2 separate regions of the Ctenopharyngodon idella genome follow, and region 2 is linked to region 1. The links are chromatin contacts, called in public Hi-C maps. All regions are on one chromosome and are shown on one strand. Each heading gives the region's core, a stretch centred on a gene start, on an enhancer-like site or on the middle of the called end of the contact. The rest is flanking DNA. Distances are from core to core; before and after follow the strand shown. Region 1 holds the start of tmem117 (transmembrane protein 117). Region 2 holds the start of nell2a (neural EGFL like 2a).

Region 1 (6,723 bases), core at 598-3,097:
CGTCCACCTGAAAGACACCAGACAGATATTTAAATCTAAAGGCCTGAGATTCATACTGTAAATCAGCAGTGAACCATTACTTACAAACAAGTATTACTTTCTTTTGTGCCATGAAACAGAACAAGAGACACTTTATGATATTTTTATGGCGCTTTTTTAGAGTTTTACTTGCAAAGTAAAGAAGTGTGAACATTCAGCGAATCATCTCTTTTTGTGTTCCACTGAGGAAAGAACGTCAGGTTTGGGTGAGTAAATGATTTTGATTTTTGGATGAAATAATAATTTATACTGTCTGAATCACAGTCTTCACAAGTGCCAGTCCAAAACAATAAACATGACTGGATGAATTTCATAAAAACATTCAGACAGACAGACAGACAGACATTCAGGCAGACATTCAGACAAACATACAGACAGACAAACATTCAGACAGACAAACATTCAGACAAACATACAGACAGACAGACAGACAAACATACAGACAGACATTCAGGCAGACATTCAGAGAAACATACAGACAGACAAACAGACATTCAGACAGACATACAGACAGACAAACATACAGACAGACAGACAGACATACAGACAGACAAACATACAGACAGACAGACAGACAGACAGACAGACAGACAGACAAACATACATACAGACAGACAGACATTCAGACAGACAGACAGACAGACAAACATACAGACAGACATTCAGGCAGACATTCAGAGAAACATACAGACAGACAAACATACATACAAACAGACAGACATTCAGACAGACAGACATTCAGACAGACAGACAGATAGACAGACATGTCACACAAACGCTCTAACATTCCCATCAGTGGCTCAAAATATCTGACATGAGCATATGTGATGATGACGCAAGAGTTCTGGAATAACCAGCTGCTCGGAAACCATGTGCTGCTGGACTCATTTAGCCTGTGTGTCCAAATATCCATGTTTTCACCAAATGTCCCCACATACATATTTACACCTGAAATCACCCATATAGTGTGGATGGTTTTGTAAAGGGATATAAATAAAAATGTCTATATAAATAAATATTTCATTATATATATATATATATATATATATATATATATATATATATATATATATATATATCTCAACTGATAAATAGATAGATAGGCTTCTGTAAGGAAATAAAGAACAAACAAGAGCAAAAACACACATAATATAAATACAAACATATCCATCAATGCAATCTATCTATCTATCTATCTATCTATCTATGTAATTTGTTAAGTATGTGTGTGTGCATTGGTTATGTTTACACTCATGGCTTCTTGTGCAACGCTGAAACCCTTCCCTTAAAAAATCACATGTCAAAACAAATCAATCTCAGCAACAAATACACACGTATGATATCACTGCATGACGCGTGCACAGAATATAATGTAATGAATAAAGCAGTAGGCGCGTGAGCGGATGTTTGTGGATGGCTGTTAATGGGAGCAGCTCATTAAACTCTCGGCTCGATCAAAAGCAGCACGTGCGTCCGGATCAAAGCACAGTATTCCAGCATGTTCCAAGAGCGCCACACAAACACAGATGATAACACATGTAAAGAGTCTTACGCAGACAGTCGTGGGGAGACTCGGATTCAGAACCCATCGCCATATCAGTGTTTGTCTCCCGACATCAGTGATGATGATGATGATGATAATCCTCCGCGCGCCGCTCATTCAACGCGTCTGATTTCACGCGCCTCATTCAACGCGTCCGCGCGCCACATGCGATTACAGAAGGAGAAGCAAAACATCACAATCATCACAACATGGAGACAGACCTCCCTCTCTCCCTCCCTCTCTCTTTCTCTCTTTCTGTGTCTCTCTCTGTTAGGATTGATATTTGTATTTATTTATTTATTTAACAGCTGTATTTGTTGTGTAAATCTATTTTTTTATTACTGTTGTTTCTTTTTATTTAATAATAATTAAAAATAATTCGAAATTAATATAACTAATATTGTTCTCAATAATATTATTATCTCAATTAATATTTTACAGTGAATATGTAAAACGCGCTATATAAATAAAGGTGACAATAAATGTGTGCAGTTTTCTTATTTTGAATTTACAATGCAAAAATCATTTGCTTTGGTGCTAATCGCATTTTTATTATTATTATTTTTTATTTAATAATTATATAAAAAAATAATATAATATTTTTTTTTCCTCAGCAATAATAATAATGACTTACTTTACTGTAGTATTTTATTTATTTTTATTTTTTTTATGCTTTATTTAAATATTTGTATACAAATGTTATGGAATACAAGGATACGAGAACAAAACGAAATAGTCATATACACAGAAGTATTAAGAGAAAAATTATAAAATAACGAATTTTACAAATCATGTCCGCGCATGCGCAGTGCGGAGGGAGGGTTGACGCGACAGAGACACGTGACGTCACCGCTGCTCCGCTTCCTTCTTCCGGGATTGAGAGTCTCCAAACATCCTCCGCCGAGTGAAATAATGTCTCATCAAACGGGTATTCAGGGTAAGAGTGAGATATTCTTATGATTTATACATCTGAATCTGTATGATGACAGTGCACGAGCGGCGATAGACTCACTTAGCGGCGAGATTCATTCAGAAAAATCAATGAAAATGTGAATAAACCGCGTCTGTCAGCAGTGGTTTCACTCAGATCTCACCTTTACGAATAAAACCATCTTGATAATTTATTTATCGTATCAGTGTTCAGAGACGGGCAGAGTTGTGCTTCAGTGATCACGAGCGCACGGGCAACGCCTTCAGCGCGCGCGCTCGCGCTCCATATGCAGCCTATATTATCACCATACTGTGATATATATGATCATCTATAGAAACCCATTCCGCCACATAAAGAAATAAAACATGCTTTTGTAAATCATAGTTATGACATACAAAGGCGAAATTATGACATACTAAGTAATTTTTATTGAAATTATTACATAAATCGTAATTATGACAAAAAAAGGCGGAATTATGTCATACTAAGTCATATTTATGAGATGAATAGTCGGAACTGTGACAAAAAGTCGAAATTATGACATAGTAAGTCATATTTATGAGATGAAAAGTCGAAATTATGACATAAACAGCCAAAATTACGACATGAGTCAGTTATGAGATGAAGCCAAAATTATTACAAAAAGTTAATTATAAGATAAAAAGTCAAAATAATGGCATAAAAGTTATAATTATGACATAAAAAGCTGAAATTATGACATTCAAAGTTATAATTATGATATAAAAAGGCAGAATCATGTCATACTAAGTCATATTAATGAGATGAATAGTCGAAATTGTGACAACAAGTCAAAATTATGAAATAGTAGCCATATTTTATGAGATGAAAAGTTGAAATTAGGGCGTACTAAACTAGGAGACGAAAGTCGAAATGATGTCATAAAAAAAGTAATAATTCATTAATTGTCAAAATTATGACATAAGTCAATTATGAGATAAAAAGTAGAAATTGTCATAAAAAGCTGAAATGATGACATGCTAAGTCATATTTATCGAAATTATGACATAAGAAGTCATAATTGTGACAAAAAGTTAAAATCATGGCATATTAAATCATAATTATGACTAAGATATCATATAAAAATAAACTATAATAGTATATCTCAATCACTCAATCATCATCATCACTATTATTATTATTAAATATGCAGCTTATATGAAATAATGATCAGTCACATCCTACATGTTCCTTTAGATATTAATATAAATTTGAACCAAAATCTTCAAGTCAGATTTCTGACTAATAAAGATTGTCAGTGTGTTTGTTTTCATGCAACATTTTCCTTTATTTCATTGACAGTGTTTCTGCAGTCATCAAAATAATATCAATAAACAGTATTCTACGTGTGTGTGTGTTTCCGAGTGTTTGCGTGTAGTTCACGTGTTTGTCCTCTTGTCTTCCAGCGGCTGAAGAGGTCAAGGATGTTTTTGGCAATGCCAGGAACGGACAGTACAGACTCCTGAAGATCGTGATTGAAAATGGTATCTAATAATCATAAACACTCTAATAGCTGTAACTTAAAAATTCATAGAGACAGAAGTCAGTGCGCAGTATGAGTTATTGATGTGGTTTCAGAGGAGCTGGTTTTGGGCCTCACCAAAGCAGCGGCTGGCGGCTGGGAGGAAGACTACGACCGCCTTCTACTTCCTGTGCTGGATAAAGAGTTGCCCTGCTACATCCTGTTCCGCCTCGACTCCACCAACAGTCTGGGACACGAGTGGATCTTCATCGCCTGGTCACCTGACCACTCGCCCGTAAGAGATCACTATGAATGAAGGTCTTGATGTTTTGTCACAGGTTCTTCAGATCAGTGTTTTGGTTCTTTAAAGCAGCAGAACTGGAGGACATGAAAAGGTTCTCCTGTGATCTTTAGGCGGTTCAGCTACGACTGAACATTCTTACCCACATTCTCATACGTGTCCAGGCACGACGGAGACGATAAACTGATGTCTGTGTGTCGAGCTGATAAACACTGATCTGGAACCTGCTTCACTTATTTAGGCCTACATGCTGATCCTTCCAGTTATAATGGAAACAGTCAAACTGATCTGAAACCAGATGTTGAAACAGACTTCTGCTATTACTTTGTACTATTCTTAGTAGTTTTTATATATTTAATTTATTATTATTATAAGAATTATTTGTAATTCTTATAAATATTGAATATTTATATCTTTATTATTTATGATTAATTAATATAAAATAATAATAATTATTAAATAAATGATACATAAATAATTAATAACTAAATATATAATTAATTAATAACTAATATTTATGATTATTATGATTAATTATTAAATAATATTCTTTATAGTCATTTTGTTATTAATAATTTATTTATTTATAAATTATTTAATAATTATTATATTACATTTAATGATAAAATATACTATTATAAATATTTAATAATATTTATATTAAAAATAATTTAAATTCTTCTTATTATTACTATTATTATTATTAGTAGTAGTAGTAGTATTCATTTTAAATATTACCATAATTTAGTATAGATGGATATTATTTTATAATTTATATTAATAATAATAATAGTAAAATAATATTATTCATCATAAATATTCATTTAGTTATTTATTTATCAGTTATTTAATAATTATATTTTATATTTGTTAATTATAAAATATATTATTATAAATATTTATATTTATAAGAATCCAAAATAATTATTATAATAATTATTATTATTATAAAATAATATTATTCATCATAAATATTTATTTAGTTATTATTTATTTATCAGTCATTTAATAATTAGTATTTATTAATCATAAATTATATTCAAATGAATAATTATTACATTATTATTATTATTATTCATTATAAATATCCATTTATTAGATTTATACTGAATATTATTTTATCACTTATATTAATAATAATTATGAAATAATATTATTCATTATAAATATAAATTTTGTTATGAATTATTTATTTTTCAGTTGTTTAATAGTTGTTATTAGTATTATTATAAAATATTGTATTGTTGACCACAGTGAGATCTGAGCACACTGTTTTTCACAGATTTTTGTTCTCTTAAAGGGGTCTGGGTTAGTTCTTTTTAAGTTAAAACGACTGTATTTCTCTGGTAAGGTTTACTCTTCATCACGTAGTAGCCAGTGATAGTCAGTCGCCTTTAATCCTCCATGTTTTAGTTTGTCATCCATCATCCCATCAGTCTCCAGATGGCAGTGTTTTGGCTCCGATCACAGCTGCGAGTGTGTCGTGCGACTGACAGTCTGTTTGTGCTTGAGTTGGTTTTCGTATTAAACTCTTATCACAGTCTGTTTGTCATCTCTTTTTCTAACAGGTGCGGCACAAAATGCTGTACGCCGCCACCAGAGCCACGCTGAAGAAGGAGTTCGGCCTCGGACACATTAAAGATGAGATATTCGGCACTGTAAAGGTTTGTGAAGTTCAGTGCGGACATGAAATGAAGCAGTTGAGACATGCACTACCGGTCAAAAGTCTGGGGTCTCTTCTGCTCACCAAGACTGCATTTATTTGATCAAAAATACAGTAAAAAATCTGAAATATTATTACAATGTAAAACAGCTGTTTTCTATGTAAAGTGTAATTTATTCCTGTGATCAAAGCTGAATTTTCAGCATCATTAGTCCAGTCTTCAGTGTCACATGATCCTTCAGAAATCATTCTAATATGATGAGTTGCTGCTCAAGAAGCATTTTAAGAATATCATCTGCTTGTATAAAGTGTGTTTGTCTGTGTGGCAGGATGATGTTTCTCTCAGCGGATACAAGAAACACGTCACGGCTCAGTCGGCCCCTCTGCCACTGACGGCAGCCGAGGAGGAGCTACGACAGATTAAACTTAGTGAGGTACAAACACACACTCACACACACACACTCACACCGTTCTCGGCCCAGAATTCTCAGCACGGTTGGCTGACCGTAGTGACGCTGTATCTGTTTGCATTAGTTAATGAATGGTGAACTGATTTTTTTTCTGCTATCTTTGAGCCAAAACCAAAAATAGAGTTTCTTTAATAATCAATTAATCAAAGTAATTTAATAATCAACACTCAAATAAATAAATTACACATAAATATGTTTTTACATCAACTTTTTAATGATATAATTATGTTTGTATTCTAATTCGTTATTGAAATATAAACATTTAAATGCTGGCTGTAATAAAAATGACAGATTTA
Region 2 (6,965 bases), core at 3,470-5,969, 140 kb before region 1:
TAGCAACCACTTAAAACACATTTGCAACCACATAGCAACATTCCAGCAACCACACAAAACACATTTGCAACACCATAGCAACACATTAGCAACCACTCAAAATACATTTTCAAACACATAGCAACACCCTAGCAACCACTTAAAACGCATTTGCAACCACACAGCAACATTCCGGGAACCACACAAAACACATTTGCAACACCATAGCAACACTCAAAATACATTTTCAAACAGATAGCAACACACTAGCACCCACTTAAAACACATCTGGAACCACACAGAACACCTTAGCAACTGCTTAGGAATGCCCATTTGTAAGTTTTACATTTGCGTTTGATATAATTGAGATTCTTTGTGAAGCTGTTCTCATCATATGTTATTGTCTCCAGGTTTTCTGTCATCATGTCACCCTCTGAATTGCAGTCAGTCACATCAGAAACATTCTCTCTACAGACAACTACATGACGGGTGACCAAAAATATGAAATCCTCTCAATAAATCCCACCAGAGCAGTTATGAGGTCTATTCAAATACGCTCTGGCCGTCGGTGATCCTGCAGCTGTCTCACATCTGAGGTGATATTAGACTGTGGGCGTCAGAGTCCGTGTTGAGACCTTCCCTCATCGCCAGAGCCCAGGCTAGAGCGGATCTGCTCTGTCAGTCTTTATTGGTACCCTGTAAGAAAACGGCCTGTTGTTGAGCCTTTCCTCTCTTATTGTGGGATCTGGTGGGATTAGTTGGGAACGTGAGCCGTGTTTCTCTGCTGTAGGAGAGGGACAGACTCCATAATGGCTACTGGGTCTCAGATAAGACTGACTGGCCTTTCAGTGCCGCCAAACGGGTCACCGGGGCCGAGCAAAGCTCCTCTGTTCAGAGCCAAAACGCAGCTTGACCGCTCGATTTACTGGGTCAGTTTCTGAGAGAGTTCTCGTCTCATTAAGAGTAAGAGACTAGTCGAACTCTTTTCAAAGACAGCCAGAGCAGGATCAGCGTCACAGATCTGTCAGAAGGAGGCCTGGCTGAGGAAAAAGTGGCCTGATTACAATCTGAAAACAAAAGCCACAATCTGAAAATAAAATAAAACAAATTACTTGTTTAAGTAAATAAAATGTATTATTTTAAAGTAAATTATTTATAATTATAAATATAAATAGTAAATTATTATAAAAAAAAATAAAAATGAAAACATATATATATATATATATATATATTGTGTAATATATGGTACATATATTATATATACTGTATTTATATTTTAAAATGTATAAAAATGAATAAAAAAAATTAAATTATATGAATATATATTAATATAATAGAACATTATATACAGTATAAATATATTAACATTTTATGCATATAAAGTTTATATAAAATTGTTTATATATAAATTTAATATACATTTAATATATTCTACATATATTATATATACTGTATATATATATATTTTTTAAATATATAAAAATTAATACAAATAAAATATATATTAAATGTAATTAAAATTATAAATGAATATATATTAATATAATATAACATTATATATATATTTTACACACTATGTTTATATTACATTTTAGCGTTTTCCTGATTTACAGAAACCTTGTACAAAATTACCTTATTAAGTAAATTAAGTAAAAAAAATATTATTTAATTATAATATTATAATATAATATAAATAATAATTATAATATTTATAAAAGCAAATATATATGCACACAAAAATGTAAATATAAATCATTACTTTCTAATATTAATAATAAGTATATAGGTAAATTAAATTAAAAAAAAAAATTTAATTAATTAATTAATTTTATATTTTAGTTTTTTTTATCATTACTGGCACCTTATTTTTTCCTGGCACAGTTTTTGTATTTTCTTCTTCTTTTTTTTATTTACAATAAATTATATATATGTAATATATTTCTAAGTATTTTATAGTGGTAGTTTTTTATATTGCGCAAAACCTTGAAATTGAAAAATTGCCAGCGAGAGTAATCATAGTGATTGTAAAGATTGATTGCATTGTGTGTTCAGTTGTATAAGAGAAAGGTCAACGACGGTGTAATGTACTCGCAGTGAGGTGAAGTTTCTCAAACAGCCGTCACAGCGTGTGTTTGAGGCCAGATCTGAAAGAGTCTCTGTCATGTTCAAGTCAAAACTGACCACATGAGAGAAAAATCAATTCACAGCGTTTCAAGAATCATGATATGACAAAATGCCGTGATCTGCTTCACACCAGCACCTGATAACTAAAACAACGCTCACATTATATTCACAGCTGGACTTGTGGGTTTGAAACTGTGTGATTCTGAGAACTGATGCATTTTAATAAAGAGAAAACAACCCTGTTCAGTTATATATAAGCATAACAGCACACTGGGGACTCTGCGCTTGGGACTATATGAGTAAGATGAAACCGGTTTTGTGTTTCAGAGACATTTCTAGGTCAAACTTTTCTGGAAGTGAACTCAAAACCTTTAGGTTAGCAGCTCAGCACCTTCACCATTACATGGTTAAAGCTTGAGTGGGGATCACTATGTAAAACAGCTAGTTTAAAACTGTCTAAAATGGAGCAAATATATCTTCCTTTGCGTTCAGCAGTACAAAGAAATTTATACAGGATTGGACCTCCCTGAGGGTGAGTAAATGATGACAGAATTTTCATTTTTGGATGAACTATCCCTTTAAGACAAGACTCAACTATACATTGAATCTATATCATGACAATATCCATGGAAATGTTCAACAGAGACTTTAGAGTGCGTTTCAACATAAATAACTCAACTATATAATAATAAATCTATATCATCAATCAACACACGTATGTTAAGCATGCAGCAAACAAATAAATAGTCAACTTTATTTTAATAAATCTGCAACATGAATCAACATATGTAAACACAGCAAATCAATCAATCAATCAATCAATCGACCCATCCATCCATCCTGAGAAATATTCACTGGTGTAGAAATTGTGATAACCCAGGTCTTGCCTATGTATTCAAATATACGAGTCAATGTTATATAACAGATGTTATATAATAGATGTTTCACGAGAGATCCGCAAATAAAGAGAGTTACGCATTTTACACATGGCCATAAGGTTGTGAAATAATTGCCTAATATAGTATTAACCAAAGACTAGATATAGAAAGACTGTTCACTCCTATTACTTGTGAATGGGAGAAACTGCAACACGTTATATGGTGGAATACGTCCCGCCTTCTAAGTAAAAGAGACAGTCGCTGGTTGGTAAAGTCATCGCGTAATCGCGGAATGAGATTGGGCTAGTTTTGAGGATCAATTGGGCGGGTTTTGTTGTGAAAACCTGGTAACCCTGATCAGAAGCTCCGGTTCCCATAGAAACCTGAGACTTGCCCTAGGACTGCACATGCGCAATGGCTCGTCGAGCTTGAAAAATAAGCTTTTTTTTAACACTATTTGAGCATAAGAAACATTTAGTTCATGTCAGATTTTGTTGTTGAGTTGAAATATGTTATTTAATTGCGAGTTCAGCAAGCACTTTTTGAGATGTCAGGATTCCCCCATTCAAATAGACAGAACTTGGTCTTGGACAGTAGCGTGTTTACCCACCACGCAAAGCATGCAATTGCGTGGGGCCCCGCGGGCCTGGGGGGCCCCTGCGATTTCTCCCTAGGGGGATCCCCCCAGTGGTGTAGTCTACGTGATACGCAGGTATATGCTTTGTACCCACTAGGAAAAGTCAAGGATTTCCGTATACCCACTTAAAAAAGCACGAGAATACAGATTTGGTGCTCTTTAATGTGACGCGACAGATCGCTGTAGCCTCAGTTCAAGAGAAGCGGCAGCCTGACGCTCCTCCGCTTTAATACCAGTTACAGTGCAAAATATGACATGTTGACATGTTGATAACACTCACATAAGCATTGTTTCAGAATGCTCTCAATTACATGTAGCTTAGATCAGATGCAATAGTGTGGTGGTGCTTATGGGGTGTCGCTATGGGACGGGAGTATGAGGCTGGGAGGGAAAAAAGGAAAAATCACAGTATACTCACTACAGACCCCTCAAATTTTTGTCTTTTGTCTAATTTCGCCATTTTGAATCGAAAATAGGCATAATTTACGTGATTCATGTAGGCCTAATGTAACACTATCAATGTGACGAGACAAAAAACATTAACGAAGCCGTTTACATTATTTTAGGCATAAGATTAATAATGAATGTGCACATATTGTAAATGAGTGTAATAAAATGGAGTACATAGCTTTCCGTAGCCTTTATTAAATTATCAGTTGAATTACGTTTACTTTCTTTACTGACACAAAAATTAAAAGACTGACTGATTCAAAGCTCAGCTTTAGGGGGGAAGAGATACATAAGCAGACTGAGAGAAAAAGAAAGATAAAGATGATGGAGATGAGGAGAGAGAGAGCAGGTTTTAACAAATAAACTACTGCCCACTGATAAGTTATTGTTATCCATTTTTCTTTAGCCTTCACACGTCTTAAAATTATAAAACCCTACCTACAGCCCTGATTTTACATGTCAAAAAAGCATTAAACGCGATGCAGCGTGTGCGTCCAACAGCTGCGTTGCGTCTGAGCGCGCGGCGTATGCAAAGTCTGAATGTTCAGTGCGCGCGCTTCCATGTAGAGCCACCAGGGGGATTACGAGCTCTCTCTCTCTCTCTCTCTCTCTCTCTCTCTCTCTCTCTCTCTCTCTCAGCCGGAGGGAGGCTGAGCAGAGCAGAAGAAGGCTGGTGGATCCTCGCGGTCGGTCTGCAGTCAGTCTGATGCGCTGCGCTGCGCAATAACCCAGCAGAACCACCTGTGCGGCTCCGGTGCTTCTCCTCACGGAATATTCGCGCGTTAAGTTCCGGTGATGCTCCTCTCATCCAGTGGGAATGTTTGAATGAGGAGGAACAATCCTGCGTATATGTGATTGCATTTTCGTGGAGTATCGCAACATGGACTAATTGCATTATTCACCATGGGATTATTGCAGTTGTTTGTTGGATTATTTTGCGCGGCAGCAGGTAGGCAGAGAGATCAGCATCAGTTATTATAGTCTGATCCGTTGATTATGAGTACAGATGGCAATTATCAGCGATTTCATGTCATGCATTCATCTCCATGGAGCGATCAAAGCCTGTAATCAGAGATATAGAGCTGCTAACATCATCACTGTGCTTGTTATGGTTATTATAATTACATACATTAAGCACATAATATATGCAAAACTGTAAAATTGATACAAGAAAATATATATCAGTCTTTCTACTTCAAAATTTCACGTTTATTTCAATGGGTCACTTGCTGTTTCTTTCTTTAACTGTGAAATTTACAAGTAATTTTTTCCAGTTTAGGCTTCCCACCTGGAAATATCAAGGAATTTTGATTTCCAGGCCTGGAAAAGTCAATGAAAGTCATGAAAAAGTCATTGCTGTTCCATCTAAATGCAGTGATTTTTTAAAAAATCCTTATGCAGTAAATGCAAACGACTGGAGAAGTGCTGGAAATGCATTGGTCTGAACCTGAGGCTGCAACACCAACACTGCGATCTACTTCCTTCTTTGTCTTAATGCTGTATGTTGTGATTGTGTTGAAGTGGCTGCGTTCGGAGTGGATCCAGCGGTTCGGATCAGCGTGTTTCAGGAGTTCAGTCCTGGAGAAGGGTTTTCCGGCGTGACACAGGTGCAAGGCTTCCATGATGACACCAGAGCATTCCTGTTCCAAGGTAAGACTGTAGGATTGAAAACAAACAGGAAATTGCATTATTGACAACTACATTATATGAGGTTTTCCAAAATTTGGGGGAGAACATGTTCCTCTTGGGATCTGTGCTTCCCAGCTAACAGGAAACGTTCTGACAAGGTTCTGAGCAAATGTTCTTCCAGTAACGTTAGTAGAACATTCGTTCAAAGTTCTGTTCTCAAAAACATTAGTTGTACATCGTTTTTCTGAAACATTTTAGTCTAATGTTTTTTAAATGTTACTACTTTTTAAATGAGAACATTCAAAAGTAACATTTCCATAATACATGCAAAATGCATTCCATTAATGTTTCCTCTAACGTTCACATAACCAAGAATAAACATTTTTAAAACAGACATTATGAGAAAATGTTCATAACTTAATGGGAACGTTAGAAAAACGTTCTTAGAACATATTTTTGTTGCTTTAGATGGGATTCTTCATAAATTTAGTGTCAGGAATAATGTCAATGTTCGGTTGACACTAATATTGCATATTCTGCGAATCTGCGTGCACTTCAATTGAAAATGCAAAAATGCCCATTTATAATATTAGATATATTGGTAAGACTTTACAATATGGTCCCAGAAGAGATGCAATAACAAACAATGAGCTAAAACCTTATTATAGTGTTTTTCATTGTTAGTTCATGCTGAATGAAACCATACTGTAAAGTCTTACCGATATATTTAAGCATTTCACAAGCCGCTCTAAACAGCTGCGTAACCGTGTCTAACGGCAGCTGTTTGTTTTGCATCTGGTCTCTGTGGGATGAATGGACCCTCATGGGGCCCCTGACAATTGAGAGCCTCTCTGGAAACAAAGGGCCGTGGCTCTTTATGGAAACAGACGCTGGAGAATAATGGGGCGCATAATGAGATTAGTCCTCAGACGATACACAGATCTGTGTGTACAGTTTATCTCCAGTGAGTTCTGCTGTTGACAAATAATGACCTGTTTTGGGATGCGCGCTATGATGCAACAAGTCGCAAGGTTGGGATGCTGTGAGCTTCACATTTGAGAGTTTTGCTGTGTGATTTGTGCTGGCACTGCAGATGCTGCTCTGGGCAATAAAACTCGAAGAAAAGCCATGACTCTGCTGTTGTGTAACATTCAGCTGTTTTACATGGTTAAATTTGCAGTTGTGCAATATCCGCTCATAATGACCTTGCAGCTTGACATCTTGTTTAAATATATTGAAACTTTTTATGCAAAAAGTTCACATTTCAC

The links. Hi-C and Micro-C count contacts between places; a contact is called where the count stands out from the background.
Region 2: a contact with region 1 is called in a Hi-C map of muscle, with 5 times the contacts expected there. The contact joins the promoter of nell2a here to the promoter of tmem117 in region 1. A contact is called at or near these places in 2 of 2 Hi-C or Micro-C datasets (both in muscle).

Annotation. Positions count from the first base shown.
Region 1 is chr24:4,366,008-4,372,730 of HZGC01, reverse strand. It overlaps tmem117 (transmembrane protein 117), which reads right to left and starts at 1,847. Exons shown (of 8, transcript XM_051885074.1): 1 at 1,592-1,847; 2 at 1-7. The coding sequence starts at 1,634. It overlaps twf1a (twinfilin actin-binding protein 1a), which reads left to right and starts at 2,379. Exons shown (of 9, transcript XM_051885078.1): 1 at 2,379-2,519; 2 at 3,938-4,015; 3 at 4,110-4,288; 4 at 5,863-5,958; 5 at 6,287-6,391. The coding sequence starts at 2,384.
Region 2 is chr24:4,504,132-4,511,096 of HZGC01, reverse strand. It overlaps nell2a (neural EGFL like 2a), which reads left to right and starts at 4,719. Exons shown (of 20, transcript XM_051885067.1): 1 at 4,719-5,017; 2 at 5,590-5,718. The coding sequence starts at 4,972.